2 separate regions of the Rattus norvegicus genome follow, and region 2 is linked to region 1. Evidence: chromatin contacts called from public Hi-C data. All regions are on one chromosome and are shown on one strand. The core of a region is the stretch at or near the end of the contact, and the rest is flanking DNA. Distances in the headings are between cores, read along the strand shown.

Region 1 (7,019 bases), core at 1,545-4,044:
CTTAATTAGTGATTGATTGATGTGGGAGGGACCAGCCTATTCTGGGTGGTAGCACCCTGGGCTGGTGGTCCTGGTTTCTATTAGAAAGCAGGCAGAGTAAGCCATGAGGAGCAAGACAGTAAGCAGCACCCTTCCATGGCCTCTGCATCAGCTCCTGCCAATAGGTTCCTGCTTGATTTGTATTCCTGCTGCTGTTTTCCTCAATGGACTATAATTTAAGATACGTAAGCCAAATAAACCCTCTCCTCCCCAAGTTGCTTATGGTCATGGGGTTTTTATCACAGCAATAGTAACCCTAACTAAGCAATTCTTGAGGATGTGGGGCACAAAAAAAAAAAAAAAAAACAACAACAACAACAAAAAAAAAAAAAAAGTCAAAGCCACGTCATTGCTCCCAGTACCTATGGTTCCTGGCAGAACTGACAGAGAGAGGTTAGGAAAGTTGTCCAAAGATGCACAGCCAGCAAGTGGTGGGGCCAACATCACAGTTAGGCAAACTGACTCAAGTCTAACCCTTTATTTCAATGCTGTCCTTCTTAGTAATTAGTTTTAAAGGCTTTTTATATTTAATAATGTGTGTGTCTGAGTCAGGATTTGTGCAGTGAGCACCTGAGCCCAATGAGGCCAGAAGAGGGCATCAGATCCCCTGGAGAAGGAGTGACAGGCAGTTATGACCCACCTGGGTGCTGGGCACTGGTCCTTCACAAGAGCAGTATAGACTCTTAACTGCCAAGCCATCTGTACTGGCTGGTTTTTTATGTCTTGACACAAGATGGAGTTATCACAGAAAAAGGAGCCTCCCTTGAGGAAATGCCTCCATGAGATCCAGCTGTAAGGCATTTTCTCAATTAGTGATCAAGGAGGGATGGCCCCGCCCATTGTGGGTGGTGCCGTCCCTGGGCTGGTGGTCCTGGGTTCTATAAGAGATCAAGCTGAGCAAGCCAGGGGAAGCAAGCCAGTAAGTAACATCCCTCCATAGCCTCTGCATCAGCTCCTGCTTCTTGACCTGCTTGAGTTCCAGTTCTGACTTCCTTTGGTGATGACCAGCAATGTGGAAGTGTAAGCTGAATAAACCCTTTCCTCCCCAACTTGCTTCTTGGATGTGATGTTTGTGCAGGAATAGAAACCCTGACTAACATATCATCTCTCCAGGAATATTGATTTTTTAAAACATTTATTTATATTTCTGTATCTGTGCATGTTATATATGAGGGTACACATGTATGTAAAAGTCAGAGGGGGGTGTATTTGCATGTATGCACAGCATACATGCATGTGTGTGTGTGTGTGTGTGTGTGTGTGTGTGTGTTTGCTTTCCATTAGGTATTAGTTAGAAAAAGGCTCATCCATATATTTCAAAAGCCAAAATTAATATAGTTTGCCAAAAGTACACGTCTGTATCTGACATAAATGAAAAATCATAACATTTCATGATTTTCACAGTGCTTGAACCCCATGTCTTAGTCTCTGTTCTCTTGCTGTGAAGAGACACCATGACCAAGATAACTTTTATGAAAAAGCATTTAACCAAGGGATTGCTTACAGATTCAGAGGTTTTGTTCATTATCATTCACTGGGGATCATGGTGGTACATGTGGCACTGAAGAAGTGGCAGAGAGAGAGAGAGAGAGAGAGAGAGAGAGAGAGAGAGAGAGAGAGAGAGAGAGAACAGGTCTGGTGTGGGGTTTTGAAACTTCATCCTCAGTGACACACTTCCTCCAAAAAGGCCACACTTCCTAATTCTTTCCAATTAGTGTCATTCAAATGTATGAGCCATGGGGGCCATCCTTCTTTAAACTACCACACCCCATTAACACAGAGCTCTGCCTCACAGTGCACACTGGTTCTGGAGCTCCAGCCACCACACTCATAGTCTATCCTGCACCATGAAGGAAGAAGAATCCCTTTTCTTTAATCCTACTTCCCAGAAGTTGGGCACCATGCTTCCAATTTTAGTCCACTGGCCACGGTTTTACCCAGTGGACACACCTAGTTCCGAGAGTCTGGGAAAACAGGCCCTTGTTCCAGAAAGGCATGCTAAAAATACAGGTTATTGCTACTAAGGAGAAGGTGAAAGTGTGTGTCTCAGGATGCCTGTGGCGGATTCCGCCACAAGGGTAAACAGCACAAGTGTATGGTGTCTCGGCATGGGACCGAGCTCTGTAAATGAGCAGGGAAAACGATCCAGGTATTTCTTCAGCCTTCCTCCCTCCACTGCACCCTCCGAGAAGAGAGACGAGCAGTGTCTGATGTGGGCATGCGCTCCACCAGGCGGCTGACGTCAAATCCACCTGTTATTCAGAGTAGCTCTCACGCACCCGGAGATTGACAGACCCAGGATTCAGATCAGCTGTGCTCAGAGACACCTCTCTCCCCAGCACTGTTGGGGTGCTTCTTCAGTCTCCCCAACTTGATTTGTGGGATCAAAAGAGGACTGTTCCCTCCCTCTGATGCCTGGCAGCCTAACACCGTGTCTCTGGTGACCTTTGGGCTCTGTACAACCACCCCTTCCTGCCTCTCATCTCAGTGTGTTTGGCCTCACTAAACACCAGCAACCCACCAAGGTCATCTTCTGGCCTTGACACGAGGTCTTCAAGTACTGCATTTACCTTTTCTTTCCTTGAATCTCTGGGCTTGGACTCCGTCCCTCAACAACACTCTTAGTCCACCTAGAAACAAACTGTCCATCCCCCACTTCCTCACAGCCCACCCAGAAACTCTACACTGACCCCTGCAGGCTCAGCACAGGGCAGATCCAAATGATGTTTTATGAAACACCCTGCGGCCCTCCCTCTGAGGACAGAGAACCATGGAGCTTGCCCCGTGGTCAAAGGGAACACCAGTTTGGAGGCATGTTGTATCCACGGTGACACCAAACAGGCAGCTAAGACACACAGGGGACCTGGCTCTCATCTATGCTGCTGGAGGTCCTCTCAGCAACCAGAAGACTTGAGACACCTAAGGGCCAGAGCTGGCTGCTGGCAGAAGCATTTTCTCATTCAGAAGGTAGAACACACCCCACGGCCTTCTGCCAGCTAGACACACCGTGCCCTTAGAATCGGGGTCAGTGTGACCCACTGTCTGCTGGGGGGCTCACTTGAGGTGTTCGCTTCGGTGGATTAAGGAGCATTCAGAGCAAGGCTGTTGCCAGAGAACAGAGTGGATGGACTGTGGGCACCATACCGTCACTCTGCTGGGGCTGGCTTCCCCGGAACAGAGGAGAGCTGGCCCCTCCCTTACAGCCAGACAGAGTCTGAATCTGTTGCCTCTTACGGCCGGTTCCAGGTTCTGTGACTTTGGATCCTAAAACTTTCAGCACGATCTCCCAAGTTCTCAGACTTGATGCCTCAGGCTGAGAGTGACACTACCGATGTCCTTGCGCACTGGCCTGTGGGTATGTGTTGCCATCATCTGACACTCCATTTTGTAGACAGGCTGGCCTGGGCCTTTTAGCCACAGCCAGTTCCAGTTCTCCTCTAAGTCCCTCTCAGGCACCTGCCGCTGGGAACCCTGGCTGATGTCCCCGACCTCAAGTTTGTCTGTCTGGTACAGAGCAGACCACAGCCAGATGGCTCTGCGAAGATTAGGCTTTGCAGCTCCAGACAGCAGGGCCCTCGTACTTCCGTACTTCCTCCTGCTCCTCCTTCCCCGCGCCAGACTCTGAAACCTTTCCTGTGGCCCTCAGTGCAAAGATCAGAGCTCCCCAGCCAGGGTCTGGTCTGTTGGAAGTCTTCCTTGCCCATCCTCTTCTGGGTCCTCTTTCCACCCACGTGGCACTACTCCAGCCTCCAGACTGGACATTTGCCTTCTCCTTGTCTGGATGCTCCCCCCACTCCGCCCTCCCATAGCCCCCCCCACTCCCCCCCACCCCCACCCCCCCACCCCCGCCTTCAAGAGACCATGCCCCCAGCTGAGACATCAGCTCTCCCAGTTTTTCCCACACTCCCCTCTTCATTAACATGGTTTCTCTTTAAGCCATCCTCTTTAATGTCCATGTCCCCCTACTAACAGGTAGGCTTCAGAGAGCATCAAGGACCTTAGGGGCTTCTAATTTTATTTTGTATCTGGACTGCTTAGATGAGCAATGAAGGAAGGAGGGGAGAAAGGGAGAAAGGGTTGCTGAAAGCTCTCAAGACTGATCGTGACTTACTGGCAGAACCGTGTTCCCTGATTCTGGGGGTAATTGTCCTCTGGAGATAAGTGGGAACCTGTTCACCAGGCCAGAGAAGACCGGCTGAAACCGGAAGGACTGAAATGAAAGGTGCTCCTCCGGCCCTTTCATCCCCAGTGGGCCTGGGTGTCAGCGCTGGAATCTTAGGACTCCCTCTCTGTGCCTGAGTGTGCCTAGCCGTCTGCACCCTCACCACAGCATGGCTCACGGTTTCTCAGAGACAATGTGCATCTGAACTGAGCAAGTGGAGATGTCTTCCCTTGTCATCTAGGAGCGGCTGACAGACACACGGCACGTGTGCTGTACCGGTTCGTTCCACGGGAGCGGGTATCAGTGGGTCAGGTATCCGCGATCCAGGACACCCGAGATGGGAGCGCTCGCATTCCCCACCCTTCATCCTGTGTCTAGTCGTTGCATTAACTTTTCCTGGGGAGAGGTGACCCAACTTCTGCTCACTGCAGATAGGGCACCAACCACAGGCAAAGTAACAATTCTACAGGAGTCTGTCTTGGTAACATTTTGTTTATTGGGCTCACAGGAGCATGACTGAGAGGTTTCATATACTCTCTCAAGTACCCCACAGTCACTGGACAGTCTCCCTAAGCATGAGTGACAATTTCCCCATTGTATGGATGGAGTCACATCTTTACCTCTTCTCTCTACATCCAAAGACCATGTGTGGTTAGTGCAAATTACAAGCAGCTGGAAGGGAGTGGGAGAGGGAGAGAGCGGCTGGACTCTGAGGTCAGAGTCTCACGACCCTTCCCGGACCCTCCTTCTATGAGGAAACTCAGCAGGGCCAATTCAAGGGGTCCCTTGGGTAGTCACAGTTGGTCTGCCATGCTCTGTCACCTCACTGTTCCACCTGTCACCGGAATCTTCTCTAAGCCAGAGAGAGCACAGGAATATGAATCCTCCAGCTCCAGAGGAAAGGAGAAAATACCAGAGCCAGGTGTGTGAGGCGGGCACTCAAAGCCTTCACAGCCCTGGATGTGAAACCGGAAAATGGAGATCCTGGGTCTTCACAGAGCCCAAAGAGGCATAGGGTAACTGGGGTGAAATCTAAGATAAATTTTAAAAGAAGTAGGGGTTGGGGATTTAGCTCAATGGTAGAGCGCTTGCCTAGCAAGCACAAGGCCCTGGGTTCGGTCCCCAGCTCCGAAAAAAAGAACCAAAAAAAAAAAAAAAAAAAAAAGAAAAGAAAAAAGAAAAAAGAAAAAAGAAAAAGAAGTAAAATAATTTTCAAATAAATGCACTAGAATGAAATAAAATTTTAAAATGATGCAGAGTAAAATCTTAAATAAAAGCATAGAAGTTGAAATTGTCCAGTTGGCATCCAATTGTCCAGTAGGTCCTAAATAAATAAAAATAAATTTTTTGAAATAGAAAAAAAAATAAGACTTAAACGTATAAAAAATTTTAAGGTGAACAATAGTAAAATGAACTTTAAGATAGATAGGGGAAAGTGAAATTCAAAAGTGAGTGAATGGGATGCTTGATATGACTTAGTGGGTAAAAAGGCTTTGCACGCAAGCCTGAGGACATGAGTTCAATTCCTGGTCCTGGACCCACACAGTAGAAGGTGAGAACTGACTCCTTCAGGCTGCCCTCTGCCTTTCTCAAGGGACCATGACATATACACACATGCAATAAATGAATAAACGTAATTTTAAAATATTAAAAATAAGCAAATAAAAATAAAATACGCACGGGCCCAGGCCAATGGCTCAGACGGTAAGCATTTCCTCCTAAGTATGAAGAGCCAAATCTGATCCCCAGTACCCACATCAAATCAAAGCTGAGTGCGGGGCCTGAAGAAATAGCCTTGAGGTGAGGAGAGCTTGCTAGAGGACCTGAGTTCAGTTCGAAACCCACACCAGGGGCCTCACTACCACCTGTAACTCCAGCTTCAGGGAATCCAAAGCTACCTTCTGGCTTCTGTACACACCGTAACAGACACTCATAAGTAAAAAATAAATCTAAAACACACACACACACACAGAGAGAGAGAGAGAGAGAGAGAGAGAGAGAGAGAGAGAGAGAGAAATTACTCTATACTCCTATAATTCCAGTGCGTTGGACAAGGAGACGAGAGGAGCCCTGCAGCTCACTGATGACCAGCTGGATTAATAGAATCAGGGAGAACCCAGGAACCAATGGGCAAGCTTATGTCTAAACACAAGGGAAGCGGCCAGGTATGCTTGGTTACACCCGTGATCCCAGCACTCGGGAAGCGTCTGCAGGCAGATCTCTGTGAATTCTAGGCCAGCCTAGTTCATATAACAAGTTCCAAGCCAGCCAAGGCTACATAGCAAGACCCTGTGTTAAAACACAAGAACAAACACAACAACACCACCTAAAACAAAAACAAAAAACAAGGGAAGCAATTCTTGAGCTGTAAGGTGTGACACGACACCCGAGGTTGTCCCCTGATTTTCATGTGTACAATCACACAAATGCACAATTCATGGTAGCTGAACTATAGATGCAGCCAGCCTAGATACTCATCAGTGGATGAATGGATAGAGTCACATACACACTCACATACAACACACACACACACAACACGCACTCATGCACACTCACATACACATACAACACATATTAACTCACACACACAATACACACTCATCCACACTCACATACAACACACACACAACACACATTAACTCACTTATACACACAACACACTCATAGACTCACACACAACACACACACACTCATGCACACTCACATACACACAACACACACACACAACACACATTAACTCACTTATACACATAACACACACTCATAGACTCACACGCAACACACACTCATGCACACTCACACACACAAAACACACATT
Region 2 (7,019 bases), core at 3,063-5,562, 80 kb before region 1:
TGCTTAGTTCACCGGTCTACTTGGGGATTCTTTTCTGCTCTGTCAGTCTCCTTCTATAGCAGCAACCTTCTCTGCTCAACTTGTGGCATTTCTTCTAGTCTACAGCATTCTCCTATTCCGCATTATTATTCTGATTTGTATTTCTCTGTTTATTTTATTCTATGGCGTGAAGTGTTACCAGAGTCAATGATCAGAAAGAAAGCCAGTTTAGATCTTTACAATAAAATGTTGCTGTTTTTTTTAATCTTTTGGCAATGCAGATAATCAAATTCTATTATAATCAAAACAAGCCATCTGAAGGAAGCATGAAGTAGAAACACACACATATAATCTGGTGGCTTCATAAACACGAGCTACCGAATAATGAGTGTTTTATTAAAATCTTTTGCATTTCCCTGTCTGTTTCTGTGTCTAACTTTACTATTTATCTTAAAGAAATACATTCATACACGTATATCGAGATATATATTTATATCTATAGATATATATCTTCTTTTGATTATACTCTTGGTACCACGAAATCCCTAGGGCCTGCAAGATGGCTGAATGAGTAGAGGCTTGCTAAAGAGAACAAATTCTGCATTGTTTTCCTCTCATCTTCTCTCTCTTTCTCTTTCTCTCTCTCTCTCTCTCTCTCTCTCTCTCTCTCTCTCTCTCTCTCTCTCTCTCTCTCGTACACACACACACACACACACACACACACACACACACACACCGGCAACAACAACAACAGTAAATACATCAGTGAAAAAAGAAATTCCTGAGGGACGGAGCTCCAAGGCAAGGTTCTTGTCTATTGTGTGTGACTCCCCCCATTCAGTCCCCAGCACCACAAAACAAGTAAAGGCAAAAACAAAGGGTCATTCCTGAAGAGCAGTTTACAACTGGCAAGCTTCCAGGAGCATTCAACTTGATGATGGATTGTGGTGGAGGTCAGTTTCAAGCTATGGGGTTAGGCTACTTGAAATTCACTCCTAGCCCTCACCTAGACACATATATGCCTCAATTTCTCCATCAGCAAAGTAGAGACAGCCAAGACACCTAGCTCCTCCCATTGCTGTGTCTTAGTTATGGTCTCAATTGCTGTGATGAGTCACCATGACTATGGCAACTCTTATTTTTTTTTTTTTATTAACTTGAGTATTTCTTATATACATTTCGAGTGTTATTCCCTTTCCCGGTTTCCGGGCAAACATCCCCCTAATCCCTTCCCCTACCCTTCTTTATGGGTGTTCCCCTCCCCATCCTTCCCCCATTGCTGCCCTCCCCCCAACAATCTAGTTCACTGGGGGCTCAGTCTTAGCAGGACCCAGGGCTTCCCCTTCCACTGGTGCTCTTACTAGGATATTCATTGCTACCTATGAGGTCAGAGTCCAGGGTCAGTCCATGTATAGTCTTTAGGTAGTGGCTTATATGGCAATTCTTATAAAGGAAAACATTTCATTGGGACAACTTAAGGTCAGAGGTTTGGTCCATTATCATCATGGTGGGAAGCAGGGCAGCTTGCAGGCAGATGTGGTACCAGAGAGGTAGCTGAGAGTTTTACATCCAAAGGCAGCAAGAAGAGAGAGTGAGACATGAGCTTCTGAAACCTCAAAGCCCACCCCCAGTGACACGCTTCCTCCAACAAGGCCACAGCTACTAATGCTCCTCTCCATGAGCCTATGGAGGCCATTTTCATTCAGACCACCACACATAGATGAACTTAGAGGATGCATGTGGAGTGTTTGATGTTAAGCCTGGGTATAGACCACAAACGCATGCTCTGTTGCTCGAAGAGGCCTCACCTCCCTGCCACTCTTGAGCCAGCTCAGACCATCGCCACAGGACTGAAGCTTCTCTCTGATTCTCCTGAAGACCCCTGGACCAGTTTAGACCCGAGTTTTTCCTCCCTCAGCAACATTTAGCTATAAAACAAATAACATGTTGAAATATAAACAATTAAATAACCAGTTTACAAGAGAACATCACCATTCCTGCAAAGATAGTATGAGACTGTCTTCTGCTGGGAATCAGTTTCCCATGGATGTTAGCACTTTATCCAGACAGAAGAGTTCAAAGTGAAGTTACTCCATGGTTTTCTGAGAGTTCAAACTTATGTTGGTTGAAGAAAAGGAAGAAGAGGAAGGACGGAGCTACCTGACTAGGTAAGAAACAGGAACCATTCTTACATCCAGCAGAAGCCAACTAGAACAATTGACACTTAAATTTCTGTTCCACAGGATTATTTTTGTTTGGTTGGTTTTTTACTATTTTCAAGCAAAATGTTTTACTTTGTATTTTTAATCTTTACATGATTTTTTTAAGCCACAAATCTGATTTCTTGATTGACTGGTTGATTGATGATTGATTAATTGATTGATTGGGTTTCATGAAGCTGAGGTTGGCCATGAGCTCCTGATCCACTGGATCACTGGATCACTTCCAATTGATGGGAATACAGGCGAAGTGCACTGTGTCCAGCTAAGATGTGGCTCTTTATCTGAATACCTTCACCAAATGACTAGCTGACATTAAACCAAACTTGTACTAAACTGAGGAAAATCCCAACAAGACTGAATCCCTCCTGACTCAGTGGCAGAGCTGGTTTTACCCCAACACCAGCAGGAAGCTGAGTTCACTGTCACTCTTCATTTGTTCAAACCATTTAGTCCCTTCTTCCCATAAGATCCCCTGGTTCACTACCTCCGCAGGTGGGGCTCTGTGAGGGACCTGCTGCTTGTTTACATCATGCCCAAACTACTGGGTACTCTGTGAGTTTTTCTTCCTCTCTAAAACATAGCCACAAAGAGCGAGCCTGGAGTGTGGACAGTTTACTTCAAAAGGCAGAGAAGAAGCAGTTGAAGTGCTAGCCACAGGAGCCTTTCAAACATCTATTGTATTCTTACCATTCTCTGGTGGGGGCCACCTATAGAATTAGTTTCACTTACATTGTGATCCTAAGCACTAAGTCTTGCCACTAACCCTTTACTGTGCCTTTCGGACCACCCACTGTGATCCTAGCACCCCCACCCCGGGGTTTCTGAGAGCCAATGATTTAAGACTACAAATGATTCACAAAGCCTTAGCTCTTTTCCCAGAAGAAACATTCTGTCCCTTTGGTTCTTGCTTTTGATCTGCTTGCTAATGTATAATAGCATCTAGCCCACCTGTGTATCCACCCTTCACGTGAGAAGGGAAATTCTAACCTTGCATGCCCTTGCTTTCTTAAGACAAGAAAAAGAAAGAAAACGTGTTCCCCTAAGGAAAAGCTGACAAGGTTATGGTTAAAAAAAACAAAAACAAAAACAAAAAACTTGACACTTGGATGTACAGGGACTCAATGGATAGAAATTGACTTTTGCCATGTCTCTTTCTCTGATACCATGATGCCCAGTGACCTGTCCAAATCTATTTCAGTGTCACCCCATTGGAAGTACACAATGAGAGTTTCTAACTCAACTCCATTTCAGCCTTCACGTGTTAGAGTAAGGTAGTGTGTTAGTGTTCCATCGCTATGACAAAATGTCTGATACAAACAACTTAAAAGGAAGAAAGGTTAATTCTCGATCACAGTTTTGGGAATTACAATCCTTGCTTACCTGACCCTGCTGCCTGTAAAGAGGCAGCACATCGTGCTAGCAGCCCATCACGCTACGGTAGAAGTAGTTTCTACCCTGTGATGACCGGGAGGCAAGCACTTCCTGGACAGCTGCCTGATTAGGTCAAGGTAAAGGTCAGCTCCCTACTCATGGCAGCCACTGATCGCATTGCGTGTGGTGTTTGTACAAATGATTGTGTGCTTCCTCAAATGTCAATGTTAAGAACTATTCCAACAATGGCTGAAATCATGAGGGAGACTGTGGCGAAAGGGATGTTGTAGCTGGAGCAACAGAGTGGGCTCAGTTCCAACTATAATGACGGCAGCTGGAACCAAGAAGCAGGTGAAAGAAGAACAGCAGGAAAATTACTAGGTGAATGTAACAGGGCCGGGGGATTCCCGCCAGAGCAGTGATGCAGATGTGGCTGCAGTGGAGACCAACATCAAGACCTTTCAACAAGGTTCAGAGGAAGCTGGCTGTCGTGTGAGAAAGGAAAAGGGTGTTTGTTGGTAGCTGTAGTGAACAGGAAGATGGAGTTGATGTTATCACTGCTGGGCTAAAATCTCTCCTAACAGATACCAAGGTTGTCTCACAGAAAGCAGGATTGCCCAATGGCTGACAGCGTGGCCTTTGAGACTTCTAAGTAAACACTGCACATGAACCATCAGAGTCAGAGAGCAAGGGTGATGCTCTGGGGAACATTAACTCCCTAGACAGACAGACAGACATAGTCCACAGTAAAGGTAAATAAAAGCGAGGGAACAGAGACAGGCACACAAAGCACAGAGAGTTGGGTAGGCATCTCTGCTCCACTCCCTCAACCTGCTGCAAATATTTTACCAACCAGCAAAAATGTGGAGGACCACTCCCTCCTGCTCCTCCCTCCTCACACTAACTGAAGAGAGACAGAAAGTTAGGAAGATCTTGGCCTGCACAGTATCCATCCCTGGACATTCCCTCCCAGTCACATAACTTTATGGTGCTTAAAAGATGTCGCAAGAGAATACTGTGGTTCTCCAAGAGGGTGCCAAGCAAAATGAGTCTCTCTCATCAAGTTGCAGATGGAATCTTCTCTTGTGTGGCCTCCAGAGCAGAGGGGACTCCAGCCCAACTCAGGAGCACTGAGAGCCTTGCTCCTCTGTGAAGAGGTGGGCGTGACAGAGACCTGGACCTGGAGTCCAAAGCAAATAGAAGGGGGCAGTGGAACACGGACCTATAACCCGTCATGGCAGCGGCTGTCCTGTCTACCTGAGGCCCTCTACTGTGTCCTCTCATAGACATCCAACAATCCAAAAGGGTTAACATGCTGTCATGGAGTGTAAAATGTCCCTCCACAGACTTGGGGGATGAGAACAAGTGACAGGATCCTGAGGGCTCTGAGCTAATCAGTGGACTAACCCCTTGATGGATTCATAATTTGGAAGCATGCCTTGGAGATGCTAAAAAGTAGGGGCTGCCACCAGCCAGAGTATCAGGTCGCTGTGGGTGACTCCTCCTCAGCGTTGTATCTTGCTATGGTCCTTCCTGTATCCATTTCTCAGCTTCTGCCATGGAGATGCTTCTTCATCCCACACTTCCACCATCAGGACGTTCTGCCAAGAGAATGGGGCCAAGCAGCCACAGACCGACGCCTTCGAAACTGTGAGCCAAAGCGAATCTTCCCTTAAGTTCTTTATGTGGGGCACTTTGTCATCACCACAAGAACAACGTCTAACAGCTCCTCCTGGACCCCACAGCCCTTTCAGCCAGCATTAACTGATTGACTGATGTTCCCATCACCCTCTTACAGGCCTATTTCACACTGTAATATTGCTGTTAGCATTGTAGGTCCCTCGTTAGACAGAAATAATATCAGAATCCTATGTTCCCTACACATAATGCAAATGAACTCTCCCTCTCTTCCCACTTCTCACAGGAGCTTGCACACACACTCACGCACGCACACACACACATTCATACACACACCACATGCACACACACATACATACACACACATATACACACATGCACACACACATGCATGCACGCACACACACACACGCACACACACACACCACTACACTATTAGAGACTCATTGCTGTCCTTCCCAAGAAAGGATATTCACTTCCCACTGACTCTCAACAGATCCAATTCTGAAATACGAACACTGTGAATGTTGGATCAGTCCAGATTCTATTATGGCTAGAGGAACAATTGTGGATCTATTTCTAAAAATTTCCCAGTCCATTTTGAAAATAAAATTTGCATTTAAAAAATCAGAGTAGAGCGCTGGAAGGCTGGCTCAGCAGTCAGATGTGCTCACTGCTCTTGCCGAGGACCTGAGTTCAGTCCCTGGCACCCACATGTGACTCACAACCATCTGTAACTCCAGTTCCAGGGGATCTGACACCCTCTTCTGACTTCCACAGGTATCGAGTACACACATGGTAGACATATATAGATACTGGCAAAACACTCATGTGCATAAATAAACAGAGCAAAAAAAAAAAAGCAAATAAAATAAAATAAATCGAAGCAGGGACAGATGTAGCCCAGCAAAGTACATGCCCAGCACCTTCAGAACCTAGGCTCCATCCTTAACATTGTAAAAAAAATTTTTTCTAAATATTGAAATGAATCAGAAGCCAGGCATAGTGATACATGTCTTTAAACTTAGCAATTGGGAGGCAGAGACAGACAGTTTGAGGCCAGACCTGTCTATACAGTGAGCTTTAGGCTCCTCAAGGCTACATAGCAAGATCACATCTCAAAACAAGCAAACGAAGGAATCGAAGTAATCTTTTTGCATTTGGTGTCTTGCTTGATGACTGTATTATCTGCTATGAACATGTCTGCAATGATAGGCAACAGAATCCTGAAAATCAGAGTCACTAGAGAAATAGCAGCCACCTAGCTCGGTTAACCAGCAAGAACTTGTAACATAGGCACCGAGTCAGCTGGGGCAGGATTAGCCTTCGCCTTCCAACGAAACTGAGTGTTCGTTTCTCCCATCGAGCAATGAGTTTTGTTTGTTTGTTTGATTTTTTTTTTTCATTTAAAAAGCAGACTTGAGAGATCTAGGGAAACAGCTCCATGTATAAAGTGCTTGCAGGATCCCCTGCACCCCCATAAGAGCCGAGTACAACACTGTACCTGTAATCTCAGCACTGGGGATGAAGGGGCAGTGGGACTGTTGGGGCAAGGTCAAAATGGAGCTCCAGATTCAGTGACAGGTCCTGTCTCAAAAAAAGTAAGGAGGATGGAACTGAACGTTTAGAGCACTGACTGCTCATCCGGGGGGCCTGGGTTCAATTCCCAGCAACCACATGGATGTTCACAGCCATCTGTAACTTGTTCCAGGAGATCCAGTGCCATCTCCTGGCCTTCAGGGTCATCAGGAGTGTATGTGGTACAAAGACATGCAAGCATGCAAAACACCCATATACATAAAAATAAAT

What was found. A called contact is a pair of places that touch in the nucleus more often than the background predicts.
Region 2: a contact with region 1 is called in a Hi-C map of liver, with 2.5 times the contacts expected there. The contact joins two enhancer-like sites. A contact is called at or near these places in 4 of 12 Hi-C or Micro-C datasets (hepatocytes, kidney and liver).

The regions. Positions count from the first base shown.
Region 1 is chr17:27,419,661-27,426,679 of GRCr8, reverse strand. All of the region lies in intron 1 of Tpi1l2 (triosephosphate isomerase 1 like 2), which reads left to right. Among named protein-coding and RNA genes, the nearest start is that of Rreb1, 220 kb to the right of the region's middle. Within about 2 kb of position 2,794, at least 3 of the 93 cell types and tissues checked have an H3K27ac peak or open chromatin away from gene starts, as enhancers often do. A contact at or near this core is called in hepatocytes and liver, where this site is marked.
Region 2 is chr17:27,501,109-27,508,127 of GRCr8, reverse strand. All of the region lies in intron 1 of Tpi1l2 (triosephosphate isomerase 1 like 2), which reads left to right. Among named protein-coding and RNA genes, the nearest start is that of Ly86, 190 kb to the left of the region's middle. Within about 2 kb of position 4,312, at least 5 of the 93 cell types and tissues checked have an H3K27ac peak or open chromatin away from gene starts, as enhancers often do. A contact at or near this core is called in hepatocytes and liver, where this site is marked.